Regions from separate parts of the Sus scrofa genome. Here regions 2 and 3 are each linked to region 1. The links are chromatin contacts, called in public HiChIP or PLAC-seq maps. All regions are on one chromosome and are shown on one strand. Each heading gives the region's core, a stretch centred on a gene start, on an enhancer-like site or on the middle of the called end of the contact. The rest is flanking DNA. Distances are from core to core; before and after follow the strand shown.

Region 1 (3,366 bases), core at 298-2,797:
ACGGCAGATTGAACTTGACTTTTCAAACTTCCCATCAGCCTCAAGACCCAAATATCAGCTGAGCCAGCTGCCCCTCCTGCCAGCAGGTTTACTTGCACAAACGAATCATGTCTCCTAGTCAGGAGGATGGAGCCGACAGACATCATTGTTCAGAAGGCAAGTTATCGTAATGAGGCCAAGCAAACAGGGCGGGGGGGAGGAGGAAGGGGGGGCACCTAATCCAGCTGCCGTGTTGATAACGCATTAATGGGGTGGCCACACAAGCGCAGAGTTAATGCGTGCTTTTCTCCACAAGCCTGACGCTGTCTACATGACAACTGCTCTCATAACTAAACCAGAGCTAATTATTCATGTTAATTTCGGCCCCCAGTGGGATTCCAACTCCGGTTAAAGCCAGCCAGCCAAGCCCACCCATTCTCCCTTTAAGCCCTATACAGAGGTGGTGCTGGGTACCCAAATCTTTGCAGTGGGTACTCAGCACCTTTAAGATCCACTTTTTACACAGATGAAAAGAATTCCGGGAGTTCCCATTGTGGCTGAGCAGGTTAAGAACCCAACATAGTGTCTGTGAGGATGTGGGTTCGATCCCTGGCCTCGCTCAGTGGGTTAAGGATCCGGCGTTCGCCATGGCTGTGGCGTAGGCCATAAGCTGCGGTACCAATTCAACCCCTAGCCTGCAAGCTTCCATATGCCACGGTCTGGCCCTAAAAAAAATAATTATGATGATGATGCTGCTATAGATGAAGCCAGCCACTCCCCGACCTCCTCACTCCTGTCTTCTGAGATTCCCCTGGCCCCAATTATTTTTCCCCTGCTTCTTCTCTCTGCACAGAACATTAGATCCAGGAAAATGTTCGGCAAAAGTAAGTGAATCAATTCATACTACACTAAAAGGCTATGTGCTATATGATTCCATTTACATAACATTCTGGAAAAGACAAAGCTCTTTGCAGAGGACAGATCACTGGTGACTGGTAGGGGTGGAGGGAAAGGCTGACTCCAACGTGAATTGGGGGCTGATAAAACTCATCCTACACAATTACAGTCGTGGACAAACCGTACTATGCAGCTGTCAAACCCAAAGAACTGGACCCCAGAAAGAGCAACTCTTAATGTACGGTCCTGCAGGTAAGTTAAAAATACATTTTAAAAGAGAATATAACTTGTTCTCTCTCTCTGACGGTTTTCCTTGTTAATTTGCCTTTATTATTAGAAAGCGCCATCTTTTGCTGACAAAGGAAAGCTTTGAAATTTGAGCCAAAGCTGGGAGAGGGGGAACAATGGCTTTCTTCGTGAAGTTGTGATGCATGCCCTGTAGCTCCTGTGTTTGAAATGCTTAAGCAGGTGTGGCTTTTTTCTTCCCTGGGAATGGTCAATGCGTGTCTGCGAAGAGAGCACATAGCAAAGGTTTGAACAATTTTCCAGTGAGATCAGTCAAGTCTTAATCTCCATGACGCCAAAAGACTTGGCCGCAGAGTGGAAAGTTCGGTCAATCGCCCAGCTGTTTTGTCTTTGTGTATCCCCCCCCCCAACCCCCATCTGTGTGACTGTTCAGAGACAGGTTTCAGATTGTTTGGCTGGTGCCAAGGAGACGCCATCAGAGTTGACAGCTTTCCCTAATGACAAATTTTCTTTCCATTTCCTCCACTCTCTTCACCGGGGCAGCTACAGCCTGAAGTTCTTTGTCATCTCATTTCGACAGTGGTTGCTTAAAAAAGACAAATCAGCGACTTTATGATGAGCTATAACACACGCATCAGTCTCTTCTTCTCCTTGGCGCCTGCACGGCAACTGCACCCAAAAGCTGATGCAACGTGGCAGCCTTAAATATCCCAAAGGTCATTCCTTATCGCGGCAACCTCAACACTTTCCATCCTTTCCAAAATAATCACGCCAGACCTGACAGACAGTTTTGCATTCATTTGTAATGTTAAGTACTTAATCAACAAGTTAAATATTCTTCAGGTTCACGAGAATGATGACAACCTCTGAAGAGTTTTCTGTCACTTAAGTGGGATTGGTCTGATTAGGGCTGACAGACAGATATAAGAAAGCAAGCAGCTTTTACCTGCAGGCTTTTTTTTTTTTTTTTTCTTGTTGGGAATATGATAATGCGACAAAATTAGATCTTGAGAAGCTTGGGTGTTTATGCCTCTAAAATCATACGCATACCTTTGTTGCAGAAGCCAAAGGGGTCAAAGTAGTCTTAGAGATTCATTCCTAATGCACAGGCTTTCTGCTTATCTGTCTACTGTGTGTCAATAACCCAGCAGAGAGCCCACCACTGGGTGGGGGGGGGGGCGTATCATGGAGGTAAACTCTTAAACTCAATTTGTAGAACCACAGACTCTGGTTAGTAGAAACCTACAGTGTGGCTCTGAATAGCTTTTTTTTTTTTTTGGCCATGCCATTGGCATCCTTAAGTCCCCAGGCCAGGGATCAAACTCAGGCCATAGCAGTGACAACACTGGATCCTTAGCCTGATGAGCCACCACAGAACTTATGAGCTATTCATGTGTGCAGGAACAAAAGAACACTCCACTTGGCTCAAGGAACTGGAGTTTCCTGTAGGAACACACATGAACTGGGTCTGAAGCTGGAAAACTCAAAGGCACCCAGACAGCCCCGGGATTTCTGTCTCAAGGTACCCCTGCCTTTCTTGGGCCACACGTTCCCTCCCAGCCCTCTCAAAAAATTCCTTCTTCCAACTGACCCCCCTTTCTGCATGCTCACGGCCCTCCTTGACTTTTCTGGCTTCTCGCTGGCATCAGAACACCTGCAAATGTGCTGCTTCACTCTGTGCTCAGTTTTTAAAGCTGAGAGGGAAAGTTTGATTGGCTCAGCACATTCTTCCATGCCAGGCCCAAAGACGGATGGAATTACGTGTCACGATCAGCCGGTGAATTGACAGCCCTGGGATCAGGCGTCGACCCAAACTGCTCCATCCAAAGCGGGATAACATAACATGAGACATTGCCATCTTGGCTGCAGGGGCTCTGGTGGGCAGTTCCTATTAGAAACGGGGTTTGGGGGCTGGTAAGGCTGAGGGGTACCACGTCCTTGTCTAATAATTAAGTTTCCTCTACAGCAGGGGTTTCAACTCCAGTGCCTACACTACCCAGGCAGCTGATGGAAATGAGCTGAACTGACCTGGTCAAGAGCATGCAGTATATGAGTGCAAAAGACTTTGAGGCATAGGGTCAAGGGAATGAGACAAGTAGCCCTGGGTGACTGGTCAACATGCAGAAAAGAGGGCCATACGTTGGCAGATCTTCCCATATTTTCCAGCAGAAGTCAGAAATCTGATATTTTATGTAAAATCTCCCAAACTTTAAAACAGACTCAAACATTTTAAACCATATGGGT
Region 2 (3,366 bases), core at 477-2,976, 640 kb before region 1:
TGATCTGTGGTGTAAGTCACAGACATGGCTCAAATTTGGCGTTGCTGTGGCTGTGGTGTAGGCTGGCAGCGGTAGCTCCGATTGGACCCCTAGCCTGGGAACTTCCATATGCCACAGGTGAGCCCCCCTCCCCAACAAAAGAATCTACAAAAGTAACTTATTCATTCAAACAAACCAGTACTGAAAGGCTGCTGTGTGACAGGCTATGTCTGGCACTGGGGAAATAAAAGTGAATGAAAAATAATCAAAACCAGGAGTTCCTGCTACAGTGAAACAGGGTTGGTATCTTAGGAGCTCTGGGACACAGGTTCAATCCCTGGCTGCGTACAGTGAGTTAAGGATCTGGTATTGCCACACCTTCAGCTTAGGTCGTGACTATAGCTCAGATCTGATCTCTGGCCCGGGAACTCCATATACTGCAGTGCGGCCAAAAAAGATAAAAACATTTCAAAACCAGTCCCTCTAGCTTGTTAAGGCAGATCCAAACAAAACCAACCTAAAAATTCCTCTACCCACCTCCATGGAAAACCATGTTACACATGCATAAAAAATATTTTATCTCACTGCTTTAAGCCATGCAAACAGCTTACTTTGGCCTAAACACCAGCAAACTTAAATTATTCTAGAAACTCCTTCAAAGAGCCGTGGTTTTGTTCCTGTCCATCCCCAAACCCTTAGGTTCCCAAGTTGGTGGAGGGGACAGGGCAGTGTGCTCTAGGCCACACGAGCACACATGCCTGGAGCTGTGCCACAGGAAAGCTCGTTACCTGGACAAGGGCAGTGCTGGTACAGGTGACCCTGCCCCATCAATTCATCAGCAGCTGCTGACCCATGCTCATGCTTCATAGGAGCAGAACGTTTTCCCCTAAAACTTAAGGAGAAAAAGGCAAAAATAGAAAATCTTTTGCCAACCACAAAAATACATATTTTACAAGTTGTGGAATTAAAAGCAGCTGCTCTACACTTTAAAAACCAGAGAAAAAGTATAAAATAAGTATCTCCCTCTGACCAGCTACGACCTCCTGAACTGAACTGAAGCAGAAATATTGACCTGTCAGTGCCACAGCTTAAAGGGACCTACGGATCAAGTAAGCTAAAAGCAAGTGGTGGCATCAACTATTACCCTTCTTCTAGCAGAACCCACTTGTGTGATCTTTACTAGATTCCCAGGCTTTCACTTCACTAGAGATGCACTAAACTAGGAGTCTGTAGGTTTAAAATTTTGTGCAATTAATCTGACAACAAATTGGGTGGCTGGCTGTTAAATATGAGTTAGAAAACGGACTAAATGTTAGGGCTCCATTCTTGTCTCGAATCAAAGACATTTCTCCTGGGATTGCAAAGGAATGAGCATGTAGCCTATCTCATGGATGAAAGGGCGATCTCTAATCTTTAAAAACAGGAGGTCCGCCTCCATGATCACCTGGGACAAGCCTGGCTAGCGCACGTCAGCAAGGAGGTTATAGGAGCCTGGGAACGTTTAACATCAAGAAAGGAATTACAGCCCAGTAAGATCAGAGGGAATTACACAGGAAATGTGAACAGTAACCCTTTCAAATCCCTGTCCCCCCTCCCACCGCCTGTGATAGATGGAGTCCGGCTGCCATCCAGCTATGCGCTTACACAAGCCAACAGCTGAGGGGAACTGGGGAAAAGGGGAAAAGCCCATATATACACATGCACGGAGCACAGCATAAATTCGTAATGACGTGATAAAGTTGTGCTGCTCCAGAAAAAAGCCCCTGAGCCTTTCCAATGGCCACGTATGCACTTTATCACTGTCTCATCCAACCAGAGCCCCAAGTAAAAAATCCCACAGAAATTTGCAGAATCGGGCGGGGGTGGGGAGGACAGAAGAGTTAGTTGGCAGACTCATCATCGTAAGCAAGGAAACGTGGCCCCTCTGAAGCTGACCAAACAAATAGGTCTCCGCCCTGGCTTATGTTTAAACATCTTGTTCCTCATCGGTCTGTAGGGAAAACATTCTTTCCACAATAAATAACGTGCAATTGAATCAGAAATTCTTCCTCCAGGCTTTATCTACTCTGTAGAGGGTTCTTCAGTACTGTTAGCCAGAAGCCTAAAGAATTCAACTGATTGCAGACTTTTTTCTTAAAGAGCTGCTCACTTATAGTCAAGGCCAGTTAAATTATTTCTCGTTGCTAATTCTGGAAAAGCAAATGTGACTGTGTCTTTCCTGGACCCCTTTAGAGACCCCTAGGTTGGGACCTCAAGCAAAGAGCTACTTTTGCCACAACAGCCTCTTGGAAAAGGGGAAATGTTCAGTTTCTACAAACAGGTGAGTTCGAGAGAGATTCATTAAAAATCAAGACCAACCAACCAACCAACCAAAAAAAAAAAACCCATGGTTCTCAGACAGAAAGGGTATGGTGGGGCAGTAAAATAAAATGAAAAGGAGTTCCCGTTGTGGCGCGGCAGAAACCAATCCGACCAGTAACCATGAGGTTGCGGGTTCATTCCCTGGCCTCGCTCGGTGGCTTAAGGATCTGGCATTGCTGTGAGCCGTGGCATAGATCACAGACGCAGCTTGGATCCTGTGTTGCTGTGGCTGTGGCGTAGGCCAGCAGTTGTAGCTCTGATTTGACCCCTAGCCTGGGAACCTCCATATGCCATGGGTGCAGCCCTAAAAAGCAAAATACACACATACATATATACAGTGAAGAAAAAGGTGATGTTTACAGGAAGCTAAGTTTAAAACTTGGAATCAAACTTCACAGGTCTGAAACAAGAGTTCACTTTTTTCCCACTGGTATTACCAGGCTAGAGATGGTTCACTGCAAAGAGTAGGTCAAGGAATAAATGAAAGTGGATACAAAGCTGACAAAGCAAACTACCAATAAAAGTCAAAAGGGTTAGCGTCTTAGAACTCTCCAGAGAGGGAACTAGAAAACCAAAGGGCTTTTTTTTTTTTTTTTTTTTTTCAGCATTGTGCCGCCTCCAAAGCATATGAGTCTTGAAGAAACAACCTACATTGGCAGTGATACTGTGAGTGACTGGGGTTTCTACTGGAGACTTCTAACGGCTGCAAGTTAAACAACAGCCTCTCATTTCTCTGGTGCTGGCTCACAGGCAGGCAGGAAGGCCCATGAATAATACTCCAACTATCAGGCCAGACTTCTGATTGGGCTTCCAAGCAAAGATCAGTTCCTATCACAGTGTGGACCAAACAGAAACTCAAGGGCCCCGTCTCCTCACCTGGAAATGAGAGCTTACTTAGAGTGCCTCTTAATCATTCTTAACCCAGGTCTTAGTCTGATAGCGTAAAACCCTCATCCCTCTCCTTGAATGTTATTTGAGATTTCAAAGTAATTTAAGTATTAGCAACAAAAAGAAAGTGCAGCAAGA
Region 3 (3,366 bases), core at 328-2,827, 550 kb before region 1:
GAATGAATAATAAATACAAAGATAAGTTGTGTAGTGTAAAAAAAAACATTAAATATTAGGAAATTTTTGCTATACTTTGTTCCTGATATCTTATATCTAGAATATCATGTAGCTTCTTTATCAGAGTCTGTACTTTCTAAAAATCTTTTTTGAGTTCTGGACTAGCACGTTGGCCAGGGAACAAATATAAGCAAAGACTTCAAGGTGAAAAATGAAATCCAAACCTCAGTTCTGCAAAATTAGTTATATTTGTAAAACAGGATGAGGGGGTGAAAATGACGATGATTTCAGGGGGAAAAAAGAGCAAGAGAGAGAACAAGGGAGGGAGGAGGAGAGAAAGAGAGAGAGAGAGATGATTAAAAATTAGATTGGCTGGTGAGAGACTGGAAATTTTCTTCCCATTCCCAAGAGGCTTATTTTTTTATCTTTCTTTCTCACACAGGAAAGCAGCACATTAGTTTCAAAGTTAAGTCTCATCACTAAGAAAAGGCATTCACAATATATGAATGATGACCAAGCATTTGGATTTTATTTATGAGAATAAAACTTTAAACTAATTAAACAATCATTTGTTCTCTTTTACAGACTGATGTTATTATAGGATATTACAATTTGACATCAACTTTTTACACTCTAAGTTCTGGAGACTTGGTTGACTATTTTAAAGTAAGAGCTGTGTTTATTGATATATTTGATTTTAGGAATTATGATCCTGCAGTTCCCCTGAGAGATTATGTTCTCTTCTTTTCTAAGACGAAGTCCTTAACAGGATGAGATCTTATCTTCCAGGAAACCATGAATTCACTGCGGAGGAGAAAGATTTGGATTTCGCTCTGGTAGAACGTGAAGTACCTTTTGAATTCTTTACTGTCTCTTCCAGTGATTTATCTTCTGCATGAAAATAATCTTTAGCATTTTTCAAGACAGATGAATTTATCTTTATAGAAACTGAACAGTTGTTCTGCAAGAAAACCAAAGAGAAAGGAAAACAAAATGATAGCTTTTGGGCAAGGCAACCGGGTCAAAAGAAGGTAAAAATGAAAAGAGTATCCTTGACTGAGAATCCAGGTGAAGCTTATGTCAAAACTCTTATTTTCAACAGTGAGGCGGTCATGAAAAAGTTGAAATTGTTGTCTTGTTTCCAAATAAATGTTGAGATTGTAAATTCTACATTATGAAAATGGAATCTGGAAATAAAATCCTAAACAATTGAAAATTTAAAGACTATGTTTCTTTCCTCAAATTTGCCTTGCCTTTTAACATTGAGTTTGGATCCCTCTGCTACTTTCTCTCAGTAAATAAGCTACCCTAACTCCCAGATAATATTAAAAATATAACTGCAGAGAAAGGAAACAATATTGGAAGTTAGAGTGCTTCAAGCAAAACCAAATTATAGTGCTTCAATAATCAGAAGAGTTTTTTTAAATTAAATCATAGGTCTTTATTAACAAAATAAAAGCTTTAGCTTTTTACACAGGGACAGAGAAAATGTGAGTGTAGGACCCACATTGTCCCGCTGTCACCTTGACAGACAGAGATGGTTATTAACAAGAGTGTAATACAGGCATACGGAGTCTGGAATTCTGTCTCTGTTAAGATTTAGATCCTGCCAGTGGGTAGCAGCTGTTTTAAATTTAAGAGGACAGGAGTGAGTTAGCGACATTTTGTAAGAAATAAATGAGCCCTCAGCGCACACCAATTGCTGGTAAATTCAGAAAATGATAAACATTCTTCCTTGAGCAAGAAAGCTAGATCGGAAACACACCTGCAAAGATTTATTTTCAAAACAGAAAAGATGTTGCTGTGCAACTGAAATGGTCTATTTTCACCGCTCCCCCCAGTCTCTCCTTTGGGATCATCTCCTGATTTCAATTGCGTTCATAAAAATCTGAGAGATTTTGATGAAACTAAGACAAAACTCAAAACTTCACAACTCGAAAGTGTTCCTTTGTAAAACCGAAGTCAATTTCCATTAACATTGACTCAATGTAATTTTCTTCTTTTGGTCTGTGCATTATTTTTCCCCCATGAAAATAGCATCCACATTTTAAAAAGGAAACAACAAAAATCAAACAAAAAACCTTAAAAAACAATCAAGAAATGTACCGAAAACTGAATAGTTCTTAAGACATACAATACAGGGGCTGCTGACACCATATTAAAAATAGATAAGTCTTGGAGTTCCCTAGTGGCTCAGCGGGTTATGGAGCCAGTGTTGTCACTGTAGTAGCATGGGTTCGATCCTTAGCCCCAGGATCCTCTGCATTCTATGATCATGCCCCCCCTCCCCAAAATTGATAGTGGGTCTGGCACTTTATACTATGACTGGCATTCTAGAGAGTTGGTGAAAAACTTTAAACAAATCTCTTCTTTAAATCAATTGTGTGAAGTTTTAAACTAACAACTTTCTAGTGTTTTGAAATATCACGGAATTGATATAAATGAGAAAATTTGTATTTAATAAACCTAATTTAAAGAAAAGTAAAATCCCTCAAGTTGCCATTTTAATTTCCTGAAATAGATCCTCTTGCTTGTCACTTAACACCCTATAAACTACGTGCATTTCTTAGTTGCTTATCTTTAAATCATAGCTCAGGAACACTTAGGAAAAGAAGAATCTATATTCAGAGGTAAAGTGAAAGATGAAAATACAAGGTAGTAATGGAGACTATACTTAATATAAGCAAACGACAATTCTGTGCCATGATTTTCTTCTAAAATTAGATGATAATCATCAAACTGCCTCTTTATTTTTGTAGTGTTCAAAATTGTGTGGGGTTTTGACACCATTAATCATGAGTATCACACACACACACAGAAACCACATAGGCTAAGATAAATAAACTGATAATAAAATGCACTTTAGGTCACTTTCAGGCTACATAATCCAGCAAAATACAGTATTTTCTCAAACAAATTTAGCCTGAGGTTTATACAACTACTGTTTTTCAGTAAAAAGGATATCTATCAGTCACTCCTTATTATGAAAATTTGGGTTATAGCAGCGAAGGTGCAAAACAGTGGTGAAATAATTTCCATTATCAGAGTTTACATTACTGCTTTAGACCATGGCGAGAGGATGACCGAAAAAAAATCCTTTGTGATCATGATCCTAAATGCCCAATCATTCCTCCCAACCCACAAAAATATCAGAACCTAGAATTGAAACAACAGAAAAAAACAAATGAGGAAAAAGCCCTCAGGGTGCCGATTCCATCCTGTACTCCTCTCCTTGTGACAGGTTTTTTTCTTCCTTCTGTTTTGATATTGAAAAAAAGAATCTGTCGCACGATATTATTTCTATAGAAAACTTGAGTCAGCATGTGGTCTCCCCCTTACATAGCACAATCCTTGGTAGCAAAGGAT

What was found. HiChIP or PLAC-seq counts read pairs in DNA pulled down with a chosen protein or histone mark.
Region 2: an H3K27ac HiChIP or PLAC-seq map of skeletal muscle shows a contact between it and region 1, with 6 times the contacts expected there. The contact joins two enhancer-like sites. A contact is called at or near these places in 1 of 47 Hi-C or Micro-C datasets (skeletal muscle) and 1 of 2 datasets of contacts at active chromatin or transcription factors (skeletal muscle).
Region 3: an H3K27ac HiChIP or PLAC-seq map of skeletal muscle shows a contact between it and region 1, with 7 times the contacts expected there. The contact joins two enhancer-like sites. A contact is called at or near these places in 2 of 47 Hi-C or Micro-C datasets (both in skeletal muscle) and 1 of 2 datasets of contacts at active chromatin or transcription factors (skeletal muscle).

Annotation. Positions count from the first base shown.
Region 1 is chr10:42,336,789-42,340,154 of Sscrofa11.1, forward strand. No RefSeq gene overlaps it. Among named protein-coding and RNA genes, the nearest start is that of ARHGAP12, 240 kb to the right of the region's middle. Within about 2 kb of position 1,548, at least 12 of the 83 cell types and tissues checked have an H3K27ac peak or open chromatin away from gene starts, as enhancers often do. A contact at or near this core is called in skeletal muscle, where this site is marked.
Region 2 is chr10:41,694,700-41,698,065 of Sscrofa11.1, forward strand. It overlaps ZNF438 (zinc finger protein 438), which reads right to left. Exons shown (of 19, transcript XM_021064197.1): 13 at 768-871. The coding sequence starts at 846. Among named protein-coding and RNA genes, the nearest start is that of ZEB1, 320 kb to the right of the region's middle. Within about 2 kb of position 1,727, at least 30 of the 83 cell types and tissues checked have an H3K27ac peak or open chromatin away from gene starts, as enhancers often do. A contact at or near this core is called in skeletal muscle, where this site is marked.
Region 3 is chr10:41,784,039-41,787,404 of Sscrofa11.1, forward strand. It overlaps ZNF438 (zinc finger protein 438), which reads right to left. Exons shown (of 19, transcript XM_021064197.1): 8 at 853-961. Among named protein-coding and RNA genes, the nearest start is that of ZEB1, 230 kb to the right of the region's middle. Within about 2 kb of position 1,578, at least 4 of the 83 cell types and tissues checked have an H3K27ac peak or open chromatin away from gene starts, as enhancers often do. A contact at or near this core is called in skeletal muscle, where this site is marked.